Regions from separate parts of the Sus scrofa genome. Here all the other regions are linked to region 1. A link is a contact called in public Hi-C and HiChIP or PLAC-seq data. All regions are on one chromosome and are shown on one strand. Each heading gives the region's core, a stretch centred on a gene start, on an enhancer-like site or on the middle of the called end of the contact. The rest is flanking DNA. Distances are from core to core; before and after follow the strand shown. Region 1 overlaps FYN (FYN proto-oncogene, Src family tyrosine kinase). Region 2 overlaps REV3L (DNA polymerase zeta catalytic subunit). Region 3 overlaps REV3L (DNA polymerase zeta catalytic subunit).

The links. Hi-C and Micro-C count contacts between places; a contact is called where the count stands out from the background. HiChIP or PLAC-seq counts read pairs in DNA pulled down with a chosen protein or histone mark.
Region 2: a contact with region 1 is called in an H3K27ac HiChIP or PLAC-seq map of skeletal muscle. The contact joins two enhancer-like sites. A contact is called at or near these places in 3 of 47 Hi-C or Micro-C datasets (psoas muscle and skeletal muscle) and 1 of 2 datasets of contacts at active chromatin or transcription factors (skeletal muscle).
Region 3: a contact with region 1 is called in a Hi-C map of skeletal muscle, with 7 times the contacts expected there. The contact joins two enhancer-like sites. A contact is called at or near these places in 1 of 47 Hi-C or Micro-C datasets (skeletal muscle) and 1 of 2 datasets of contacts at active chromatin or transcription factors (skeletal muscle).

The regions. Positions count from the first base shown.
Region 1 is chr1:77,587,692-77,592,819 of Sscrofa11.1, forward strand. The region is part of intron 10 of FYN (FYN proto-oncogene, Src family tyrosine kinase); the gene reads right to left. Among named protein-coding and RNA genes, the nearest start is that of TRAF3IP2, 49 kb to the left of the region's middle. Within about 2 kb of position 2,035, at least 26 of the 83 cell types and tissues checked have an H3K27ac peak or open chromatin away from gene starts, as enhancers often do. A contact at or near this core is called in skeletal muscle, where this site is marked.
Region 2 is chr1:77,245,301-77,250,428 of Sscrofa11.1, forward strand. All of the region lies in intron 22 of REV3L (DNA polymerase zeta catalytic subunit), which reads right to left. Among named protein-coding and RNA genes, the nearest start is that of MFSD4B, 89 kb to the left of the region's middle. Within about 2 kb of position 3,176, at least 3 of the 83 cell types and tissues checked have an H3K27ac peak or open chromatin away from gene starts, as enhancers often do. A contact at or near this core is called in skeletal muscle, where this site is marked.
Region 3 is chr1:77,331,310-77,336,437 of Sscrofa11.1, forward strand. It overlaps REV3L (DNA polymerase zeta catalytic subunit), which reads right to left. Exons shown (of 33, transcript XM_021091241.1): 3 at 3,420-3,609. The coding sequence starts at 3,514. Among named protein-coding and RNA genes, the nearest start is that of REV3L, 67 kb to the right of the region's middle. Within about 2 kb of position 2,057, at least 5 of the 83 cell types and tissues checked have an H3K27ac peak or open chromatin away from gene starts, as enhancers often do. A contact at or near this core is called in skeletal muscle, where this site is marked.

The DNA.
Region 1 (5,128 bases), core at 785-3,284:
TTATCTGGGCTCCTGGGGCTGTCAGCCACATGCTTATCCAAAACCTTTTTAGGATGCTTTCTTATTCTCTGCCACCATACTTCCTGGAGGGGATAAAGTCCATGGATTATTCCTGCTGGGCTGAGGAAGGCTTTCAATGTAATTATCCTAATATAACCTTGCTCACATTTCAGAGTGACCCTTATTTTAGTGAGAGGTTCGGTGAGTGAGTCTGGGTCCCCCGCCTCTGTGCCCTCCCTGACTTTACCGGGGGTTCTCTTCAGTTGGATGTTTGGTCAGCTCTGTGGCTAACTGCCTTACACCCTCCTCCAACTACTGAAAACTCAAATGACAACCAGATGGGGCAGCGATCCAGAAGCAAGGGGAGAAGGGAGGGCTGCCAGGAGAGCATCCCACAGCGCTCTGGACAAATAGGGGCAGGGATGAGCATTTCCTTATCTGCAATTCCCCAATCCAACAACCTCTGCAAACCAAAAGTTCTGGGAACTCATCTCATTTGGCCATAAAATTTGACCGGGTATGAGGCTGTTGACTGTTTTTATTTCTTCATACGTATCGTTGCAGAAGTAAGAATGTGTTTGAACAGAGTGCAGTCCCAGACTCTCCTAGGGTGTTATATAAATTATGGTCTATTTTTTTTTTTTCATTTCCTTAAAGAAATGGACATCCTTAAAAAAAAATTCTGTATGGGCTTCCTTAAAAGAAAAAATTCTGACTCTGAAGCACATTCAGTCCCAAGGGCTGTGGCTGGGCAGCCGTGGCACAAGGGACAGCAGCCACCACATTCCAGCGGCCCGGAAAGGTTAGGAAGAGAGCATAAGCATGTCTCAGGACTGGCACTGTCCAAAGCATTTGCGTTGTATTTCAGCACAGCCCTTGGTTTCATAATATCTCAGAACCACACAGCCCAAACCTGCAGAAATCCCCTTATCCCCCGCCCTGCGAGGATCGAAGGGAAGATCTGACCCTCAGGTCTGACAGGTACTTATAACCTGCACCCCCCACCCCATGCCTTTTAATGCTCTCTTCTGGCCCAGGGACCGTCCAAAACGACACCCCGGAGTTTCCTGAGTCATTCTCCTCTTGCTCTGTGGTGCTTCTGTCAATAACTGTTTCGTGTTATGACAAAACGAACTGCTCAACTGGAAAGATTTCACGTATTATTTTAAAACTCTTGATTCAGTCTCCACCAGTGGAAAGTTTAATTGGCTGCTTGGGTCAAGCCCATCTTTCCAGAGCTCTGCCTGAGCCTTGGCTGCAGCTGGTGCAGTAACTTGACCATCAACATGTAGCGTCTCCCGAGGCAGCCTGCTCCCGGGGCAGTTGTGACCAGGGGCGGAGCTGGACTCAGTCCTGCTGGGGGGTGGGGGGCTGTCAGCTCCCTGGATGCATCTGCTCTCCACCTCCTTTCTGCCTGCACCCTCTTCCTGCTCCTCCTCTCACCCCTCCAGGCAGGGGTGTGCCTGGGAACGCGCTTCCTTTTTTTTCCTCTCCTTCAGTGGAGAGAATGCCAGGAGAGAAACAGAAAAGACAGAAACTTTAAAATATGGTGTAGGGACAGGTTTCAGGGAAACTCTGCCAACGATGGTTCCTAGTGGCAGTGGCAACAGAGACCGTTTTGCAACAGGAGGATGGCCTCTATCCGCCAGTGGCATCTGACCGTGGGAAGAGTCATGGTCACAAAGCTTCCCAGGGCACGTTGCCTGGTTCCCAACCTCCCCATCAGAGAAAAGGCGCAGGGCTTGGCGGCCAGAGAGGAGACTCGCTAGCTGTTTTCAGGCCAGCCCTGTCCTCCTCTGTCCCCACTGCCGTGGCTGCTGACCCTCTTGCTCTCTCGCTGGGGTGGGTCAGGAAAACGGGGCCTTTCCATGGGTCACTCTCCTAGGACACAGTCCAGTGGTATCAGTTCACAGAAAACCTGCGTCATCTGCTGTGCTGGGGTTCGATCTCAAATTCCTCTTCCCGGGATCTTCCTGTCACCCTGCAGTCAGGCTTTCCCACGTGGTTGCTGGCAGCACCATTTCTAGCCGGTCTGCCCCAAACCCTGCAGCTGAGATTCTCCTGCCAAGTGGACCGTATTCACTTCCTGCCATTATGACCCGATTATCCTTTCCAAATCATTTTGCTGGCTTCCTCTTGGTTTCTGAATTGAGGTCAGGTTTCCACTCTCACTTTCCAACCCTTCCTAGGTATGGTTGCCAGCAACGCCTACTTTCACATGTGTGTCTTCTTCCCCTTCTTTCTTTTTTTCCCTCCCTCTTTTTTTTTTTTTTTTTTTTTTTTTGCACTTTCCTATTCCTCTTCTTGAGCTACATATGAACTCAGGGGAACCTCCTTGATTTTCTTGCAGACTCTCCAAGGGAGAAAACAATTCATTTGCATTGGCCCCTTCATCACTTCTGAGTCTGTGCCTCTCAGTAGGTGCCTTGACTTCCGCTGGCCTCGGTGTCTTCTTTTGCCAACAAAACACCTCAACATCCACCGTGTTTTCTGCTGTCAGAAAAGAAGTCTTCTATGAACGGAAGGTGTTGGGCTTCATGGCTCTCGGTTTGTGCAGCTCCTTAATATGGATCTCTGAGGGGCCACCTCTGCACCATTAGGGATTTTTGCTGGTACCCGTTCAGGTCTGCATCTGGATTGGAATGAGGGGTTGCGAGAACCTGGATTTGCGTGCCAGGTGAATAATTAAGCATTTTGACAATGGGAGGGATGTTCATGTTCTCAGATATCCAGCTTTTGCAAAGCGAGCTTTCCGCTGAAAGGAAATTATACCCTATTGTGCATGAGGCTTTCCGTCAGAGGCTCCCCCTGGCTTCTCTGCATAAACCCTACAAAAAGCCCTCATGTTTACTTGTGTGCTGAGCGGTGCTGTGCGAGTGCTGAGTGCTGAGGGAGGAAGGAAGGGGAGCAAGTTAATGGTGCTTGCTCAGCATGAGCATGCTATCAGATCCTCATGTGCTCCCGTTATCTGACTGGGCAACAACTGGGACGCTTCAAGTTAGGCTGCGGTTATGAGATCAAAGTCCAGATTTTGGGCAGATAGATGCTGCTCAAAGAGAATTGCTGAAAACGAAGGCATGACTTTGAGAAGGCACAAAAATGACTAGTTTTGTTTCTCTTTCCTCATCTTAAGCAGATCGCCTCAGGACAGCTGTTTTTATTAAGCCCACGGTATTGATAAATACAGAAATGATGGCCACTCAGGTACCATAACACACGTACGTGGCTTATTTAAAGCTGACAGTACCAGTTCTTGAAGAGCTCCTTTGTCCCAGAAAAGGGGAAAGGGAAAGGGAGGGAGGGTGCCCCCTAGGAAGGCCATGGAAGCGCCCAGCCCAGCTGAGAGGGAAGAGCTGCAGAAGGCAGGACTCCCTGGCTGCCCTCCCTCCTCCTTCACCAGCACACTGGCCAAGAGAAACCTTGTAAGGGGAGGTGACAACGTGACTCCAGGGCATTACAGGCAGGATTCCTTCTGGAGAGAACACTGTGAGGAGAAGCCTGGGGACTGTGGATGGGGCAGAGGACAAAGCACCCTTGGCTGAGGTTACAGGGTTTTCCTGTGTCCCATTCTCCAGGCTGCAAAGTCCTAACCTCTTCCCACCCCCAAAAAACTCTGCTTTTGTGGGCATGCTGGGCACAGCGGGGGGAGAGAGGCGTGCAGGCGACAGTGACGGGCTGCTGAACACAGAGTCTACAGTTCAGGCTCCGTCTGAAGCATCTGGGTGGGGCAGAGGGAGGACAAAGGTGGAGGCTTCTAATTCTTTAAGGGAAGTGCTACAGATTCCCTAATTTATCTTCCTCCTCAAATCATTATCAAGTGACAAAATGCATTCATGAAAGTCAGGCAGCTGTCTCTGGTGAGATGATTTGAAAGCACTTCAAATGCATGAATAAATGTGATATGCTTAAGAGAATGTTCCTGCTTTGCCAGATCCTGCCAAATTCCCAAAGCAGGTGTTCAGCTGAGAGCCAGGGCACAGAACGGCCGGGATGTTCTGCCTAGAACAGCGCTGGGACATGGTGTTTGAACGGACCATGGGGTCAATTTCCCAGAACAGCTTTGAGGACAGAGGGTATTTTGTGGCCGGGAAAATACATGCTATATTTATGTGTGGAGATGATGAAATAGAGTCAAAAGGCTTTGCAGGCTACGGGCAAGGTCTTATTTCAGAAGCCTCATATAGGTAGAATTGTCCCCCCTCCCCGCCTCTGCTTAGACTTAAGAGTGTACTGTGGGGCACACACTGTGCTGGGCACAGGAAACATATACAAGCCCCCTTCTTCTCAGAGTTCAGAGCTACTGAGAAACAGAGACACACAAGAGCTTCAAGAGAGATGTACCCAGTGCACGGAAGCAAGCAGAAGGGCACCCCAAGAAGAGACGTGGAGAAGGCTACGCAAGGAGAGGAGGTTTGCATTGGGCTCTGAAGGATTCCAAGGTGGACAGTGGAGCAGAGCAGACAGACCTGCATGTCTGAAGGGCTCTTTTGGTGTGAAGGGTCAGGAAGTGATAACAGAGAAAGCATGTCGAGACATACCACCTGCTCAAGGCCCTCACTGACCCCTAACTCACAACAAGCACATGCAAAAGTCCTGTTCATGACCTAGGAAGGCCCTCCTGTTCCTTCTGCTCCAGCCACCCCAGCCTCACTGTGGTTCTGCAGGGCCTCTGTGGTCTGGTTCCCTCCAAAGGAAGACTCCTCTCCAGGGATGGACCCTGAGCCTCCCTTCCTTCAGGTCTTTCCTCAGATGTCCACCTCCTGGGGAGGTCCTTCCTTGCCACCCTCTATCCCCTTCCCTGGTTTATTTCTCTCCCTACACATTACCACCAACACTGGACATATTTTGCTCACTTACCTTTGCTTCTTGTCTGTCTCCTGTGAGACTCAGAAGTTTAGGAGGGAAGACGCCTTTCTTTATTGGCTCACTGCTATACTCCTGGTGCCTAAGTGGTACCCAGCATATAGCAGGTACTCAAAAAAATACATGGGGAATGATTGAAGGAAAGTGTTATAAAGGACTATGCCAAACAAGGGCTTCTGAAATGCATCTGGAAGCCAATGGGAAACAATGGATATTTTTAACTGGTAGCATAAGGTAAGTGTTTTCTAGGGTCTGTGTTTTCTAG
Region 2 (5,128 bases), core at 1,926-4,425, 340 kb before region 1:
CAGAAGTACAAAAACATACATATACACAAAATGTAGTACATGAATGTTCATAAAAGTGTTACTGAGAATAGTCAAAAAGTAGAAATAACCCAAGTGTCCACCAATTGATGAATAAATAAATAAAATGTAGCACATAATCACACAATGGAATATTATTTGATAATAAAAGGAAACGAAGTACTGATACATGCTACAACATGAATGAATCTGGACAGTATACGCTAAAAGAAGCCAGTCACAAAAGGCAGCAAATTATATGATCCCACTTATGTGAAATATTCAGAAAAGGCAAATTTAAGGAGACAGAAAGTAGGTAAGTGGTTGCTTAAGGTGGGGAAAGGGGGGAGTTCCTGTCATGGCGCAGTGGTTAACGAATCCGACTAGGAACCATGAGGTTGCAGGTTTGATCCCTGGCCTTGCTCAGTGGGTTAAGGATCCAGCATTGCCATGAGCTGTGGTGTAGGCCACAGACGTGGCTCGGATCTGGCGTTGCTGTGGCTCTGGAGTAGGCTGGTGGCTACAGCTCCGATTCGACCCCTAGCCTGGGAACCTCTATATGCCTCAGGAAGCAGCCCTAGAAAAGGCAAAAAAATAAAACAAACAAACAAAAAAGGGGGTGATAAAGAAGCGAGTATTGGAAGGAGATGGCTAAGAGAGCCAGAGTTTCTTTTCGGGGTAATAGAAATACTCCAAAATTTATTGTAATAATGGTTACACAACTGTGTGAATAGATTGATAACTACTGAATTGTTCACTTTAAATGGGTGAACTGTATGGTATGTATTTTATACACATTTTAATATATATTTTTTGTTTTAGATCATTCATGTAATCCTTCAATATTACAGACAGCCAAACGCAAAGCTACGATAATGCATAATGTATGGATTCAATCAGTTCCTTTGAAATAAAACAAAACGGATTTAATGGTTCATCCTTCCTGTAGACCACATGGGTCATCAATGACCTGTTTTGGAGAACACAGATCCTTTCTTATTCCCTTGTTACATACCTCCAGTCTATTTTTCAGTTTAGTTATTGTGTTCTTAAGCTCCACGAGTCATGTTTAGTTCTTTTTTATTTATTCTATCTCTGTTGAAATCATTATTTATGCATTGTTCTCTTGATCCTGGTGACCATCTTTTATAACAGTTATTTTGAGTTCTGCCAGGTGAATCATATATCTGTTTCATTATGGTCAATTTTTGGATTCTTCTTGTTTCTTTGTCTGGAATATCTTTGCTTGTTTTTATACTTGTCTTGACTCTCTGTATTGGTGTCCCACATTAGATGAAGCAGGCACCTCTCAGTCTTTGTGGACTGGCTGTGTATAGGAGAAGACCTCCATCACTCAGCTCAGCCAGAGATTCTGGGGGCCTTTTAACTGACTCTTGCCCTTCCCAGGGAGAAGCAGGTAGCTATAGTTTTCTTCTACGCACTCTGTGCTGAGAAGGAGGGGGGAGTTACGGTGTCTCCTAGTCTGAACCACTGTCTCCATCTCCCACACCCCCACTTCTCCCCAGCAGCTAGATCTGTCGAGCTCAAGAGTGGAAGGAGAGATGCCAGTTCTTTGGGAGCCTTGGGGAAATTGGGGCAGTAGGTGCCTGAATCAACTCTATCCCCATGGGTACGCTAAGAGTTGGAATTCTTCATCCTTCCACTCTTCTCTTAGTGGGGAGGATCCGTGGTGCCTACCAACCTATACTGCTATCCTCTATTTGGCTCTGCCAGCTAGGCTGTGCCAGATCTGTCAGAGGACCCTCAGAAAAGCTGAGGTGCTAGACACATGAACCCACCCTACCCCACCCCCTCCCAGGAAAAGCTAGGAGATAGGGGCCTTCTCATGACTGTACGGCTCTGGGTCAGGGGCATGGCCTCTGGCAAGAGGGTGTCCAGAATCTCCCTCCCAGCTTTGTTGAGTCTGGTTCTGCATTTGCCCAGGGTGTAGGAGCCTTTCAATTAGTTTCTGGATCTCTCACAAAAGAAATCTGTCTGTGAACTGTTACTGAATCAGTGTGCTTGTAGGGGAAAGGAGGGTCCTGCCTGGGCATCCGATTGCTTGTTGATATCACTCTACATCTTTCCTAATATATTTTTAAGAGTATTTAAAAAGTGATCTTTTTGAAATAAAATCACCTTCATTCCTACTTTCTAGTCCTATTTGGCTAGCCATGTGGTAAAGAAAGAGAATGGGTAATTGTGGTCTCTTAAAAAATAAAAAACGGAGTTCCCAATGTGGCTCAGTGGTAACAAACCTGACTAGGATCCATGGGGACTTGGGTTCAATCCCTGGCCTCACTCAGAAGGTTAAGGATCTGACGTCGCTGTGAGCTGTGGTGTAGGTCTCAGATGAAGCTCGGATCCCATGTTGCTGTGGCTGTGGTGTAGGCCCAGCAGCTACAGCTCCGATTCGACCCCTAGTCTGGAACTTCCATATGGGAACTTCCACATGCTGTGAATGCGGGCTTAAAAAAAAGACAATAACAAACAAACCAACACTACATGACAAAGCTGTATTTTAGGTAACTTTTCGTTGTTAAAAAAATTATCTTCCTATTACTTTGTCAAACTTAAGTATAATAAGCAAATACAAACTTTGATCTGGGGAAGAGGAAGGGAAATATAATTAGCATAAGCTACTTATAGGCTTGGGTAGGTGCTGAAATGGTTGAACTTGGAGCAACTTGAGGTGACAGGATAATTTTAGATACAGGGCATGTGGGAAGAAGGTGACAAAAAAGGAGACATAAAAATTCCAGGTACAGAAAGTTCCTCTTGCGGAAACAAATCTGACTAGTATCCATGAGGATTTGATCCCTGGCCTCACTCAGTGAGTTGGGGATCTGGTGTTAACGTGAGCTGTGGTATAGGTCACAGATATGTCTGGACCTGGTGTTGCTGTGGCTGTGGCTGGCAGCTAAAGCTGCAATTTGACCCCTAGCCTGGGAACTTCTACATGCTTCGGCAGTGGCCCTAAAAAGAAAAAAAGAAAAAAAAAATCCAGGTACAAACTTTATTCAGAACTTTTTCTATGGATTGGCCCTATACACAGGAAATGAAGAAAATTTCTATTACCTTCTTGAGCTATATAACCCTCTGCTATATAGCTCCTAGTTCAGAAACTGGAATAGTATTCGATAACTATTCCTTGGATAGCTGATGAAATCATGATGCTATTATGAGTTATCTAGATCACACTAGGGATTAGGAAAGTTTCATAGGCCAATTTAGGAGTCAGATCATGAGATACAATTTATGGAAAAATGCATTCTAAGTCCTAAACAACAAACTTTGAGAACATAACTAATTCATATAAATCAAGGGCTTCCAGGAGACCCAAACTTGAGTTTACAAAAACAAAATAATAGTAATTAGGGTGATTTTGTCCTTTACAAACAGATTTAATACAAGAAATCCTTGATTAGCAAGCTTCTCTCATTTCTAAGTCAATTTAATACACACACACAATTTTTTTTATACCTTAAAACACTGCAGAAAGCAAATGTAAATATAAAAAGTATGACTTATTTTATGGATAATAATTCACTTAAATTTAAAAATAAATTGCTCTCTTAAAGTATCTCCAAAGAAGAGTGCGTGGTCTCTCCATGCAACAAAATCCATTTAACATAAATCATCTAATGTCTTGTCCAAGTTCCTTATGTAGTATGTTAAGTCCAGTTTTGTATTTCACTTGGCGAAAACAGACTTATCCTAGGAAATACCTAAATAGAGGTAGCAAAATATGCATTTAGAGCATTTTAGACTTTATAAACAAACCACTGAATGTAGTTTTCAATGTTAAGTTTTAATTTCAATGTTAAATATTTACTTGTACATAACTTGTACATTTTATTTACTTGTACATAACTACTCCCAGGCTTCTGTTTCTATTTAATCATAAGCTCAGTGCTTTCTGTGATTTCACTTTACTTCCTTGGGAGATTCCTCAAAAAGATGGGAGGATAAGATGATATGCCCAGAAAGCAGTTTTCCCAAGCATATCAAACTGTTGTTAAGGCTGTACCTTCCCGTCTTCACCATGTTATGGCTTTACAATTCAATAAGCAGAGTTTTATTCATTTCAAACATCAGATATTGCAATCTTAGGACTATATTTATGCAGATATTTATTTTTTTGCTTGTTTGTTTGTTTTTGCTTTTTTAGGGCCACACCTACAGCATATGGAAGTTCCCAGGCTAGGGGTCGAATCAGAGCTGCAGCTGCTGGCCTATGCCATAGTCACAGCAATGCCAGATCTAAGCCGCGTCTGCAACCTACATTGAAGCTCACAGCAATGCCAGATCCTTAACCCACTGAGCAAGGTAAGGATTGAACCTGCATCCTCATGGATTTTAGTCATGTTCATTACCACTGAGCCACAAGGGGAACTCCTATGCAGCTATTTTCTAAGCTTAACTATTCATTTCACCTTTCACTTGAAGAAAAGTAGAAGCGGGAACTTTCCCTTCTGACTACTGTAGAGTAACTGGAACTAGACTAGCCTTCCTGCCTGGATAGAGTCAAGGTACTTGTCTCTCTGCAATGAATAACAGGCAGTACAGGACCATGTGCCTATAGACAAGAAACTCATGAGGCGAACTCCAGTCTCTGAGGAGACAATTTCCTAAACATGTAGTGTGCAAGAGTCACAGCGTAGCATGGCTATACTGCTAAGCCAAGAAGGCAGAGATTAGAGTTCTGGTAGGTTGCAGATGAAATCTATGGGACAGAGCACCTGTGCAAGGGGCAGGAGTTAGCAGTTGGAAGTATAGGTGGGGATTTCCTGTGAGTAAGTGACCCAGGGCTCTGCTGCAAATGAGCAGGATGAAACTACATGAGGCTTACAAGAGAGCAACTGCTGTGGGCTTTAGTTTGGAAAAGAACTTGCCAGATACTGTTGCAGTTGGAGGTCTAGGCATGCCAGAGTGGAGAGACCTCATTATCCCCTTTATTAACAACAAAGGCATCCAGCTGAGAGCCCAGAAAACCCATGCTTTAGGAGGCCTTTGTATTAAGAGAAGGCCAACTGGAGATAATCCTAAAACCAAGTACTAACAACATGCACATGGGCTAGAATTTGGAGACTGAGTTTTCTCAAATTGAAGGGGCTTAGGAAGCACCTTG
Region 3 (5,128 bases), core at 807-3,306, 260 kb before region 1:
TCTTTAGGTTTTTACAACTAGAATCTCATAAATTTCAAAAACTGAATACAAGACTCTTAAATCTCCAAAATTCTTTTTAAATATAGGATTCTGCTTTCATACCTATTGCCCCAAAATATAGTCTGGAAATTCTATAAATTCATTTTTTGCTTCTTCTAGCCAAGAAATTCTATAAATTCAGTTTTCTGCTTCTTCTCTGTATAATTTAACCTGCAATCCTCACTTCTGATATTGGCTTTAGCTGATTTTGTCAAAAAAAATTCCTCAACAAGGAGACTCTTGGGAGAAATACAGTAGATGGAGCACAGAGTTGGAGAGTAGATGTGTTTATACTTAAAAAATTGTATCTGATAATCAGTTAGCTTTTTAATATAACAATGAGGAAAAAATGAGCAGAGATAGCAAAAACTCAATTAATTTAGATTAAGAATCTTACAGAATAGTTTCTAGAATCATGGTAGTTAAGTGGCAGGGAATCCCTGAAACAAGTTTTTTAAGGCTGGGGTCTCCTTATCCCAGCTTCAAGAATAATGTACTGTCTAAGAAGGCTGGAATTAAATCTTGTACAAATTTTAACCTGGTAGCTAGATGCAACCAGGTCTACCTTAAAGAAGTAGGGAATATTGAAGAAGTAAAGGAATCACAGAAGCTAGAATTCATGGTAATGGAAAAGAAGAGCTAGATAAGGAAAAAAACAAACAAAAATATTAGAACAGGAGAAAAAAAGAGAATGGCAGCCATAAATTAGACTGAACAGCTCATCTTTTACCTCTAAGTGTTTAGATTTGTGACTCAACTATTCTTAAAAATATGGCTATGCTTTTAACAAATGCCCATCAAAAATACAGAAGATTGGTGACTATTCATTTCACTAGGCTGTTTTGGAGATTCAACTTTGAAATAAGAATATGTATATGAAAGTTAGCTAATGATTATCTTTAACCTAATTATTGTTATCATAGGATGGTTGTTTCACCTCATACATTTATTCAACCAAATAGTTCTGAACCATGTCTACTAAGTGACCCAATGTCATACGAAGTGCTAGGGATATAATTATGGACAAGACAAACATGTTCTTTTTACTCATAGAATGTACATGCTGGTGGGATAAGCACATAAAAATTAACAAACAAAACATTAAAATAACTGCAAACTGCAGTAAGCACTAAAGGAAACAAAGAATGGGCCAAGATACAGAATAATAATAAAAATGAAAACCTATTTTAAGAAGAGAAATGAGAGAAAACTTCTCTGAAGATATGAAAGATGTGAAGGATTGGGGAAGGGTAGAGCACTCAAAGAAAGGAAACTGCACGTACAAGGGTAGGAAAGAGCTCAGTACATGAGAGGAATTGAAAAAAGACCAGTGCTTTTGGATGGAACACAGTGAACAAAGCTACAGAGGTAGGCAGGGATTAGATCACATAGGCTATGGTTAGAAGCTTAAGTTTTATTTTATAAACAATATGAAGTCACTCAAGGATTTTAAATACTTTAAACAGGACCCAATTTACATTTTAAGAAGAGTACTTGTGCAGCTCTGGAGAGAGACATGAACAGAAGAAAATCCAATTAAAACGATAAAGTGGTGGTCCAGGTGAAAAACTGGATTAAGGTGGAAGAAGCAGACAGATTCAATATGGATTTCATAAAGATATATCCAACTCATATGTTCCAGTATGAACTTCAAATCTTTCCTGCCGGCCTGCTCCACCTGCATGGACTAAATATTCTGGAGTCATCCTTGACTCCTCTCTAAAACCTCATCCAGTAAAGATAGCAATCTTGGTGATCCTACACTCAGAACAGATCTAGGAGCTGACTACTTCTCACCACTTCCTGCTACTGTCCTCATTCAAGCCACCTTATTTTCTCACTCAAATTAATGAAACAGAGTCTTAATGTTCTCCCTTCTTGTACTATTTTTTTTTTTTTTTTTTTTTTTTTTGGCCACACTTGTGACAGGTGGAAATTCTCAGGCTAGAGATTGGATCCAGCCATAGCAGGCGACCCAAGCTGCTGCAGAAATGACACCAGATCCGTAAGCAGCTATGCCACAAAGGAACTCCTCCCTGCTACTAATCTTATGCTCCCATGATTTATTCTTCTCATAGTTGCTCAAGTGACCCTTTCAAGTTTCAGTTACATCATGGCTGCTCAAAAGCAGGCAATAGTTCAGAGTAAAAGCTAAAGTCCTTAGAATAGCTTACTGTAGTGGTTTTCAAACTTGAGTATGTGTCAGAATCGACAGAAAGGCTTATTAAAACACAAACTTCTGGGCCCCACCACTAGAGTCATCAGGTCTGGGGTGGGATGAAAGAATATATTTAACTAAGTTCTCAAGTGTGTTAAGTCTGAGTCCTTCAAGAAGTAAATGTCAAAATGTGCAAGAAATTTATTAGTGGAAACTCCTTGGAGAGAATATAAGGAGGAATCTGGGAGTGGCTGGGACAACTACCAGACTTAGATACAGGTCTGATCCAAGTGGGGAGAGAGGGACAGAGAGAAGATCGGTGGAAGTGTCTTCTAGTACAGTATGATTCTAATGAAAGTTCAGAAAGGCTGTCCAAGAGCCCTCAATGTCTCCCAGAAACAGGTCTGCCTTAGCATCTTTGCCATGTTTATTAGTCACTGACTGGGAGTAGCCTATGGAAAGCAGCTTCAGCTTATATGGGATGATAGATGGATAGATTTTAGTGAGGTAGCTGGGGCCATTGTTCAATTATGCTCCTTGTTATTTGGAGATCTGAGAGGTGCATTCTCATGGCTGTCAAACTACGTAAAACTGACTTTGGTGATCCACTGGCCAATAAGATCTCTATCCTCTCACTTCTCTCCAACCTCATTTTGTCCACTCTCCTTCCCCTCCATTCCAGTCATCTGGCCTCCATTTTGTTCCCATTTCCTCACCTTCAAGTCTTAGCTCAAACATCAAATTTACCTTGTCAATGACAAACTGCCACCACTCCACTTCCCCACCCCATGCTACAGATCCTTCTTATCCTGTTTTATATATTTTGTTCTACGGCACTTATTTATCACAATAAATAAATAAAATTATCTCATGTTATAACCTCCATGGGGACAGGGATCTTAGTTTTGTTCACCAATCCCAAGAACCTAGAATAGTGCCTGGCACATAAAAGGTTCTCAATAAATATCTGACCAATGAATTACATGAATTTCTACAGTTCTAAGAAGCAGAGAAGTGGAAAAAGTTAAAACCAAAATCCCTGTTACCCATCTATCTTTTGTTGCAAAAAAATTTTTAAATAGTAAGAAATTCACCCCAGTGCCCTTAGATTAGAAGTAAAAGAAAAATGAACAAAGTATATTTGGTTATGTTTTCTCTTAACTAGGAGAGCAGCATAAATACAGATAACACAGAATTTTAAAAGATGTTATTATATACTTACATTCCTGATACTAATGACACTTTGAACACGTGCTGAGCAGTGGAAGATGGTTTGCCTAAAGCCACATTAAGTGCTCTGTCGATACTGAATGCCATCTGAGAAAGATAGCTTTCTGGCTGCTGTCCATAACCATCATATGGCACATAGAGGTAAGGAAAGATGCCATGTAGATGAAGACATGTCTTCTGACCTAAAATGTAACATATCATAAAGTTTAGTCTTGAGATGCACTTTAAAACCTTAACAGTACAAAGCTCAGAATACAAGTCATTTAAATGGTCTAATGACAACACAGCTTATCTGAGGGAAGGGTTGAAGTAATTAACCCATAGTTAAAGCCACCTGTATTGACTACATTTTATAACACAACACACAAAAGCATTTTATAAGTATAAGCATTACAGTATGATTTAAATAGTAAGTTTTGGTGAAAATATGTTTGAATATTTCACTCTAATAATCTAACTATTTTTATGTACTTCACTGAATTGTCCTATAATACCACTTAACACAGTGTTATGAAGCTTACAAAAATTTACTAAAACTTTAGTAAATAAGTCAATGAATATCTTGACATAAATGGTTTCAACTAAGAGACTTCCCTAAGATAAAGAGCTCTCGGAGAGGGTAAAAGCAGTTCCATTGTGTGCAATTTTGCTAGTGGAGAGGAAGGGGAAGGAATTGGGAAGGGTTAAAAAGAAATTCTGTGATTAAGGGGAAAAAAATGAAACAGGCAAAAACAAATCAAAAGAAAACCCCCACAGACAGTTGTCTTCAATGGACTTGTGGATATCTAAATTGCCCATTTGGTGGAGTGAGACAGGGGAGACATAATGAGGGGGAAAAAACAAGCATGCATACTTCCTAAGAAGCCATTATATCAAGCAAGGTGCAGAAGGGGTAAATGGTGCTTATTTCTCAACAGATAATCCCATACAGCCATGATAAAGAAAGTAGTATGAGTAAGAACCCACAAAACAAGTGCTATAGGAACAATAATGTATCCACGACAAGGTTAAGTAACAGGAGCAACGAAAAGCAGATGCAACATTACTCTCATAAATCCACAGGGCTGTGTAACAGTGGTTCCTGTCCTCAGAACATTGTCCCCATTTCCCCTTGGGCACATGCCATTTGTCTAATTCGAATAGAGAGGAGAACAGCAGTGATGGAAGAATACATCCATTTTTCTCATGCTGTCACTCACTATTATTACTGTACTGCCCCTGCCAACACAATCCTAGGGCTTCTCCCCCACCACTTATCCCACTCTGTTCCACTGGCTTTTTCTTTTGGTAGAAAAGTAAGTATTTATTTGATCACGACTTCCCATTTATAACTTAGAGTGATTTATAAAAAATACACAGAAAATAGTTCTATGTCCTGTTGATATATTGTTATCTCCACTTTTTATAGTGTATAACATTAACCTGTTTTATTTTTAAAGTACAGTTATAAGAGAATTAACAAACAAATCTGGAATAGTTATTATATAAAGTGTAACAAAACTGGAAAGGTCACATAATGGAATAAGATCTATACCCTCTCAAGTGCGGTGTTCTGACTTGAGCTACCAATTTCGATGCTTTCAAAGAATTACATATTGTTGCCGTTAAACCAATTTTGGTTCCTATTTTTATGTTACTTAATTTCAAAGGAATGAAAATATTTTCAGTTAAAAGCAAATTATTAGACTATTCTGTTTCATT